2 separate regions of the Bombyx mori genome follow, and region 2 is linked to region 1. The links are chromatin contacts, called in public Hi-C maps. All regions are on one chromosome and are shown on one strand. The core of a region is the stretch at or near the end of the contact, and the rest is flanking DNA. Distances in the headings are between cores, read along the strand shown.

Region 1 (4,657 bases), core at 208-2,707:
TAGTCTTGGTTCTGGCGGAAGACCGGCTGGCAGTTGCGCCTTGGTGTCACCAAGCGGTGAAGGAGGCGGTGGCGCCCAGGGTAGTGGGTAACGCCATAATAGTTCTGTTGGACTGAATGGTAGCGGTAGCCGCTCCATACTGGGCCCAGACGGCAGTTGTAAGCTTACAACTTTCATTACGTTAATCTGAAACAAATTTTCACATTAGGATTGACTTTGTGTTAGTATTCTGTATATTATTATGATTTTCAAGAGTTCGTTTTAATGTTCGCTATTTGATCACAGATGTCGCTGTTACTAGAAATAATTGTTAGATTATAAAATAATAATGTTTGATTAATTTAACCAATAGACGAACAGGTTCATTTATTCTTTGTGTTGCATCTGTAGTGTTGTATTTTGTTTTTACGATTAAATAACGTTATAAATTATGCGTCATTTTTAGTTGACATTTTAATATTATCGAAACATTATTATTTTAAAATATTGTGGTTACACCGATACTGTCAACAATGGTACTAGGTGGTAGGTTTGTATTTTTTTATTTTATTGGGTATTTAAATTAAATGAAATTATTAGCTATTGGCACATTTTTTTAAACTCACTAGTATCGCCTGTGGCAATTTTAAGGAAAAATCATGTTTTTTTTACCTGTCTTGACACGTCTATGTCACGGACAAAAGCATTTCAAATCACTCCCAAGTAATCAATCAAAAAAAGTCTAAGCTTATTTCTCGGTATTCGCTTAATATTATTCTAAGGTTGACGTGACTAACGTTTTTTAAAAAAAATGATAAACACATAATTATTTAAAGATTGTAAATAAGAAGTTACAAAAGTTATCTTTATGAGATAACCCGTCAGTAAAGCAGTTGAAGTATTATTACGAATAAATAGCCTTTATAAGACTATTTACTAAAACAAACATCGAGCTATAAGTATAATCAAATTAAACTTGAAACTTCGATGAGGGAAAAGTATATGACAAAAACATGATTTGATATGACAATTTAAAGAACAATATCCCGTGTCAACTATGAATGAAGTACAGCCACCTGCTGCTTTAGTATTGTTTAGGGTTGTAGGTAGGTATGCGACGAGACGACACCCTCTTTCAATCGAGCTTTATCCGTTGGACCATTCATGTGAAAGCAGTTTTCTGTACAGTTTTTGTCGATTCACTAACTTAAAAAGTTCACAGAGTGTGAAAAAGCCTATTTTGTTTATTTTATCGCAGATTACATAAAACAGCGGAGGGTTGACAATTCATTGCGATATTTGAAATACGTTCACAATATTGAAGATCTTGACCGGATTCGAATTCCATATTATTAGGCACTATACAGTCGCCTTATCGGGCGCGGTCGGAAATGCGTGAGTCCACGATAGCACAGTTTGCGATAAGCACCGCTACTCACCGGCTAAGCTGATCCGGAACTGGTTGCGTTGTCAAAATCCTTGTTGAAAACAGAAACTGGACAACTCAGTACACGTACATTATCATCACAAAAGTTAGCACAGAATTCAGTGTACACAGAGCACCAGACACACGCGTAACGGCGGTGATCCCTCCAAACGTGTCGTGTTACGGCACGCCGTAAACCAGCAGCGTATCTGAGGGAACGAACTCGCAAGCGAGCGTTTCGAACGGCTCTTCGACGCGGACTGATGATGCGGCGGCTGAGGGCGGCGCGGGCGGACGGATGCACGGCTGCCGTTCCCCCCGCATACCTCATCACTCCGCGCCACCTCACATGCTGAGATAAAACTTTGGTAGCTAGACCAAGTCCCATTTTAACTAAACATACGAGCAATGTTTCCGCAACTCGTTATCGGACTTGGCGCCGAGTGATGCTCTAAAATCAGTCGTTTTACAAGAAATTATAATTATCAAATACGGCAGTAGAATAATAATATTTTGTATAGATCCGTGTAAAAAGAAGATACATTCTTTGTGTTTTATTTGTTAGTATAAGGCACGCAGAAATACTAGTACATATTAGAATTACGTCAGCACACCAGTTTTTAATAACTCTCAATATTTCCTTGTGTATACCTATGTGACATTGTAAAGCGTTGCGGGCACCGGACTTGTTTTTCAATTAGATATTAATTTACATTAGGTTTTCGGACTTGTTACTATCTAAATGAATAAACAATTAAAACTCATTTTTTTCTATGTTTTTACATATCAGTAAACGGCGTCTTGGAAAATATTCATTCGACAAAGCACAGGAAATGTCTCGGTCGACAGTTTCCTGGTTCTGAGTAAGACAATACGAATGCTAACCGGTTTGAACTGAGCTCACAATATTTTACAGTCACTCTTTGGTAACAAAGCAATACTGATTGTTTTTAATTTACAAGTTCTGGTGGTTGTCAAAAATTGAAATCATGTGAATTATGTATCATAGAACTATAACATAAGAACGAATAGCCCATATTTGATATAATTACGTAAGAATGTATATAATATTCTGTATGCAACTGTGTTGTAAGTTTATCTTTTTTCAATACATAGGTTTTGCTAAAGGCTAGAGCAGACGAAAGTGTAGAAATTACTCATATGCCTGTATGTGTATAGTGTGTGTGGGTTGAGATTATGTGTGCCCTGGCTGTCGTCCCACTACCGGTTCGAGACAGAAATATTCGGCAGCCAAGACGGAAGTGGCCTCGGAATCTTTACCTGTTGCTCCCTTCGCCCGCGTCTCGCTCCCTAGTGCTTTCGTCTCGCTCTGGCGCATTAGCGCGTATTACTGCTACGGCGGCACGCAGACGGTCTTCGTGGAGTTATGTGCAGTAATTTAAAGAATAAAGACGACCAATGTTGTTTGACCGTGACCGCGGACATCAATTTATTTGTGGTTACATACACGTTTAGGTTAAATATTATCGATTTTTGGATAGGAACTATTTCCCTAAATATTGTTCAAGCTAAACCTAATTTTCGGAAGTACATAATGTGGGTACGTTAACGTACACTTAATTAAACTGGCAGACAAGCAAGCGGATTATTATCACACTCCATTTGATACGCGGTTTCTATCAAAATCTTTCGAGTGCGTGCAAGGATGGTACAGTGGACATAAACTTTGTACATGACATAACTCTGCAGATCGTACGAAATATGCTGCTGACGATTGCCGGAAGCACGCCGGCCGGACGTCCGCGTCTGTATAGAGAAGTTTCCTATATTTGCGAACATTAGTATTTACGTAACAATACTTAAATCATATTAAATGAATACTTTTTTGTTTTAACGAAATTAGTCGAAAAAATAGCAAATAACGTTTTAAAAATGGGCACAAGAAAGAGTGGGTGCGTAGGGGAAATATCTCGCTATCTCGAATGTTCGTAGCTAAAGGCTAAATGACGTCATGATACATTATGTGCATCCTTTTCTGCCATAATAATATAATAATTATGTTAATAATAAGTAAAGTGAATATAAGTATATTAATTAGAATTAAATAACTCATATATTTTTAATAAAAAGTGGAGTCAACTAATTAGTATTCGTAATTTCGGAAGGCGGGCTATCCAATAATGGCCCCAGTACACCAACTAAGTACATACTTCTAATCAACATTTTTTAATCAGTTGTCCGTGATTACGAAAACTAAATTATTCGAAAATGCGCTATTAAAGCGTAAACCTAAGAAACTAATTCTAATCAAGCGATTCTAAACCTTTTTGGGAAAGTCAGAGTGAAAGATCAAAACCGTTTGAAGAACAGTTCAAAAAGTTGTAATTTGAAATTTTTGGCTTTAGTCGAGATAAATTAAGTGAAATTACAAAAAATACAATTTTTTAAATAATAACCCAAATTTAAAAATCAAATGAATTTTGGCATTGCTAAATTTGTATTTTTCTCTCTATTTTTGTTAATTAAGTTATTTAAATAAAATATATAACATATATTTTGATTTCCTCGTATATTTTAAAATCGTGTCTAAGGAGTTTTAATTCGCTGACCAAATAGAAAAAGGACTAAACTGTTCTAGAGTTACAGACGAGCTCGCAGCCTATTCGGCGTAATGTAGTTACCGAAGTACAAAGAAATCATGACGTGGTTGCCGCCACTTCATAAGTTCGAAGTTTGAATTGTGTAACGGCTGCTCTACTCGCATCTTTTAAAGCGGAACGCATAACTGATTAAGAATTAGGGAATCAAATGGTGAAATACGATGTTGCTTCGAAAGGATGATCAGGAAATAGTCGTCTTTATGTTATGGTCTTATTCGAGGATTTGCTATTACAAAATTTTTAAGTACCTAGTGAAAAAAGTATTATGCGTAAAATTATACCTCACCAATATATTATGTAAATAAAAGGGAAAAGAACCTACAATACTTTTATTAAATTCATTTTGACACTAGTTGTGACCTGGTTGGTATGCGACGAACGGTTGGTCTCAAATTCGAATTCATGCGGAAGTGCCCGAAATAAGTTCATTGCGTGGGCGCATAGTTTCAGCTACCGCTTGTTGTGTTCCTAAATATTGTATTGTTCAATTTAGTGTTCCTAGACGTGTAGGTAAATATGAATTAGTCAACTGGTTTTAAATATACACATCAGTCAGATTAAAAAAAAACTTAATAGTTTTTAAAATATACTCAATATTACTTAAAGTTTTTTTTTATTTCCTCTTTTCTAT
Region 2 (5,127 bases), core at 691-3,190, 71 kb after region 1:
CGACTCTCGGCCCAGTAGTCAGGGACGCCAACTACCGCACCATCGAATTAGTCGAATATAAGAAAATGAGTAGACGTTACTTTTTTATTTTTTTTTATTGCCATAATAGGCAGACGAGCATACGGCCCACCTGATGGTAAGTGGGCACCGTCGCTCATGGACGTCAGCAATGCCAGGGGCAGAGCCAAGCCGCTGCCTTCCGTTAAACATTAGTGCACCTGAGCACCTCTAACGAATGACCGGGAACACATACTTTTTTAATTTACTATTATTTACTTTCCATACCACTTTAGTGGTATTTTACTGTAGTACTACTACTACTACTACTTTGGAAGTCGTCGTGGCCTAAAGGATAAGACGTCCGATGCATTCGAATCTAGCGATGCACCAGTGTTCGAAACCCACAGACGGGTATCAATTTTTCTGATGAAATACGTACTTGATGTATGTTCACGATTGAATTCCACGGTAAAGGAATAACATCGTGTAATAAAAATCAAACCCGGAAATTTATAATTTTCGTAATTACCTACTGGCGGTAGGACGTCTTGTGAGTCCGCACGGGTAGGTACCAACACCCTGCTTATTTCTGCCGCGAAGCAGTAATGCGTTTCGGTTTGAAGGGTGGGGCAGCCGTCGGTACTATACTAATACTATATACTGAGACCTTAGAACTCATTTCTCAAGCTGGGTGGCGGCATTTACATTGTAAATATCTATGGGCTCCGGTAACCACTTAACACCAGAGGGACTGTGAGGCCACCTATCTATGCAATAAAAAATAAATAAATAAAACTACTGCTAATAATGTACAATAATTAACCGTTCAAGGGTGATGCACCGTCCAGATTCACTATCAATTGAGGTCAACGATAGCAGAATTATTACTGTATTGTCACAAGCAGAACCTAGCAATTGTGCGTATCATTTACAATACATACCATTGCTAAGTGCTTCTGTTCGTAAGACTGGGCTGTGTTTAGAGGCCGCAACGAGCTGGTAGCAACCTTATTTTGCCGAATCAGTAAATGGTTCGGAAGGCGCATCATAAAAAAAAATTGTTTAGAATTTGAGAGTGTTTATCGGACTGGAAACTTATTTCAATATAATGAATTAAAAAGTGTTGAGTGCTGCAACGTAATTTATCAGTTTTTACTTTTAATTATAGCCCTTATATTCAAATCTGTAGAGATATTTAATAAGCTATAAAATATCCAATGTATGTAACTAATGTAATAAATAAATAGTAATCACGCGTCAGCTGTAACTAACGAAGACAGTTAAACGTATCTAGTAGTTTATTATCGTATGGTTACCCTCCACTTCTTGTAACGTCAGAGAATATGAACACAATGTAGTATGTACACACGTGTGCCGTCGATCAAGACAAGTGCACTGACATACAACGGTTCAATTCTCGGAATCGGGTTAATTCTGTGTGTGACGTCAGCGACCGCCGCGCCGAGCCGAGCGCGCTTCCTCGTCGGATGGAATACGACTCGAGAGTAATTAATAGCTGAATTCGTTTAGTTCCTGACTTGACGGTTGACTGTTTCAAAATGAATAATAGTAGTTGTCTCGGTGTTTCGTGCTTGTGGACGTAACTGACGTCGTTTCCGTCTTTTTTTGTGAATATTTAAGTTCACGAACTTAACTATGATCATAATTGATTCAAAGTTCATAAACAATAGATGTTAATTTCGTTCGGGTGTTTTATTGATTGTTTATATTCTTGAATTACATATATTGAGTTTACTGACTGACGAATCTAATATATTCCATTCTGATTTATCAGTTTTATTAAGCATACCTACATTTTTACTTAAATAATTGCGTGATAATATTCTTTAAACATTAAAATGTTTTGCATTGTTATTGAAAGAGCTCCTTTCATTGTATACGTCGACAGATGTTGCAATAATTTGGGTCGGCACGAGTACGCGCAGCGGGATGTCCGATGTATGTACTCATTACTTGGCGCAAGTCAATGCGCTTTGGGCGATGGGACTATTTCCCCTTTTCAAATAATGATTTACTTACTACAGTTTACTTGTTCCATTTATTATAAGCGGACTATTAAGACAAAATCATTAATAACATAATAATTTACTAATATTGTACCCCCCTCCTGGCTGAGCCTTTGCTCGCCCACCTGTCTAAAAACTAGTTATTAATCTTTATTCTTTATTCTAAAAAAACTAGTCTTTTTCTAACACAGCGTTGGAGTTCAGAGCATATAAAACTATAAAATATATAATCTAATGTTTTTATTAGATTCACTCATACTCACACTCTCACCAATAATCGATTACAAAAAAATTAAAAGATCCAACTTTCTCTGATTGGAACCACATGACGTCGTTGAACGACAAAATAAATTAAAAAACAATCAACAGATCATTTAGAAACAACAAAAAAAAACCTTTTAAGGCTCACTGCAACCGAGACATTTGCTCCTGAACGAACTTCAAAGCCGAGAACCAGTCACGTGTGTATATTACAGTAACGACACATTTCTAAACTCAAATTTCATAAGGGCGTAAACGTTAAAGTTTTGGTTTACGTTTTGAAAGGTGGAAGATACCCGTTGCGTGGGAAAGCTCTCTGAGGTCAGGTGGCACCGGCAGCACATGTGGTACACTCCTGTTCGAATGTTTTAAAAATGTTTATCGATATACAAATATAGGTGACGAACTAAGATTAGGGCGCTGCGTCGCGGGGGAGTACAAGCTGGCCTGGTGGTCTCTTAACAATAACATACCGTTATCTTAGTTAGTTATGACGAACGTTTACGACAGTGCACTGGGGAATCAACATGTGGTGTTAATGAAATAACCGCAGAATAAAATCCTCATAGATTGAGCTCTCCTGCACGGAGTAGTTGATTGCGCTCTGAAATTTTATGTTGTTTGTTTTTTATTTAAATATAATACACAGTATCAAAGTTAAACCTCATATTTGAGTCGTCTATTATCAAAGGTGGCAATCTGTGCATTTGGACAAAAAAATGTTATTGATATGTCAATACAGATTGATTTGAATATAATCGTCTCCTTCAAAGAATACGGTTCAAAACCTGCATTAAATAAAGGTTAATAATTAACCTGTAATTTATCTAAGATGTGGTTCAGAAGAGTTTTGTGACTGCCAATGGAATACAAAGTCAATAATTCGTTTTTCTGATTTACCAATAATTGTCCAAAAGTCACATTGCCGGCTTTAATAATAGTCGACTCATTTATCGTTTTCAAATTAGGATCCCTCCACATATTTTCACTTTGTTTCGTAAATTCTTTTCACTTGGCATACTTTAGAGAATTTAATGTCGCAAAAAGTGAATCTGTGCAAGACTGAGCTCCGCCCTAAATTGGCTTCTGTGCGTCACTCGAACCCGTGGGATTGGTGCTATTATAGGGAGGATTTCGCAACGTGGGTGTCCGGCTTGTGTACGAATTATGAAACAGTATTTATACCTCCTTATACTTATGGCGTAGACTGCTCAACCATGCACAATAATGTAGGCTTTGTCAATGAGCACACGGTGCGTAAAGGGATCCATTGATGTGTTGCTTTGCTGACTACAGGGTGAATTAGGAGTACATGTTATTCTATTATACTATTCTACATCTATCTAGTTTGTAGATTTCAACAAGAGAACAAAGTAGGTATTAACGTTTGTGGTGAAAATCAAAATGAATGTAAATAGACCTTTTTGTTTGGTACTTTGTGACATTTTATGTGTATTATCTATGACATGTTCCTCCTGCAAGTGTAGTGTTCGCTCACGCGTCCCGCACTAACTTGAAACCCCTTTAAGTCATTCAATCCCGTTTTTGCAGGATAGCCGTCGGAGCACCACGGTTCCTAAGGAATGTGGATCCCCGTGCTGAATAAGTATTTATAGTCGGCATCATTACGCCACTTTGAGAAGGTGGCACGACACGAAAACCCTCTTGTCGTGGCCGCCGGAAATTACATACCCGATCCTGCGGACCGAATGGTAAACAGTCGCTTTCGCCCAAAACATGTCATTTCGGATCCTCCCGATTCGCGAACGGTGCTAGGGACCTCAAGCACCGGTCATCGTTCTCGTCGAACCCGTCGCTTGCGACGAAGGGCTCGGCGAGTAAACTAACCCACAGACACAGCCCACTGAGTTTCTCACCTGATCTTCTCAGTGGATCACGTTTCCGATCCTGTGGTAGATTCTGAGAAGCAGTGCTCTTGCGTTAGAGTTAACAACTTCGCCAGGTTTGAGCCCCGTGAGCTCACCTACTCTTTCGGTAACGGTGATTTAGCATAAGTAGGAGAAAAAAATCGATAGAAATGAGTAGGTAGTAATTAAGTTTCCTGTTTAGACGACACTAACCTTTAATGTGTTCTAACTTAATAAAATTTCTAGTAGTATGTAACATAAAATAAGCGTCGTACGATATAATTCTTAATTTTTAAAATAAACATACCGTAACCGACATCGCAGGAATAAGTTGAATCAACACATACGTAGGCGCAAACGTTTGCTAACTTAACTATTTAAATTTTAATAAATAAAAAACCGTGCTAATTAAAAGAATATACACAGTCTTGAATGGTATTATCGTCGATGACGTCATATTTAGCGTGTCGTTAGTTGAGGCGTGCTGACTCTGGGAAAGATTCGAGCGGAAATTAGTGCTATGCAGGACTTAAAAACACTTACAGCACTATGTGTTCGTCACAATAGACTCACTCAGGACATATTTGATAACAATTTCAATCATCCAAAGCAAAGTAAATCGTCTTATCAGAATACATTTAGGCTGGTGTTATATCTAAATGTCTTTGGATATGAATTCGCGATTGACAATTGGTAGAGATACACTTATTCGAAAATATCCATTTTGTGTTTTCAATTTGTACACGGTTCTAAACATTGTTCCTTTGTTGATCGATTAATATGCTAGTATTTTTTTTTATTGCTTAGATGGGTGGACGAGCTCACAGCCCACCTGGTGTTAAGTGGTTACTGGAGCCCATAGACATCTACAACGTAAATGCGCCACCCACCTCGAGATATAAGTTCTAAGGTCTCAGTATATGTAGTTACAACGGCTACCCCACCCTTCGAACCGAAACGCATTACTGCTT

What was found. A called contact is a pair of places that touch in the nucleus more often than the background predicts.
Region 2: a contact with region 1 is called in a Hi-C map of midgut, with 2.3 times the contacts expected there. The contact joins the enhancer-like site here to the promoter of BmEts2 in region 1. A contact is called at or near these places in 2 of 7 Hi-C or Micro-C datasets (midgut and whole pupa).

What each region holds. Positions count from the first base shown.
Region 1 is chr13:10,454,244-10,458,900 of ASM3026992v2, forward strand. It overlaps BmEts2 (ets DNA-binding protein pokkuri-like), which reads right to left and starts at 1,458. Exons shown (of 5, transcript NM_001279507.1): 1 at 1,419-1,458; 2 at 1-186. The coding sequence starts at 177.
Region 2 is chr13:10,524,996-10,530,122 of ASM3026992v2, forward strand. No RefSeq gene overlaps it. Among protein-coding and RNA genes, the nearest start is that of LOC134199995, 6.2 kb to the left of the region's middle. Within about 2 kb of position 1,941, at least 8 of the 8 cell types and tissues checked have open chromatin away from gene starts, as enhancers often do.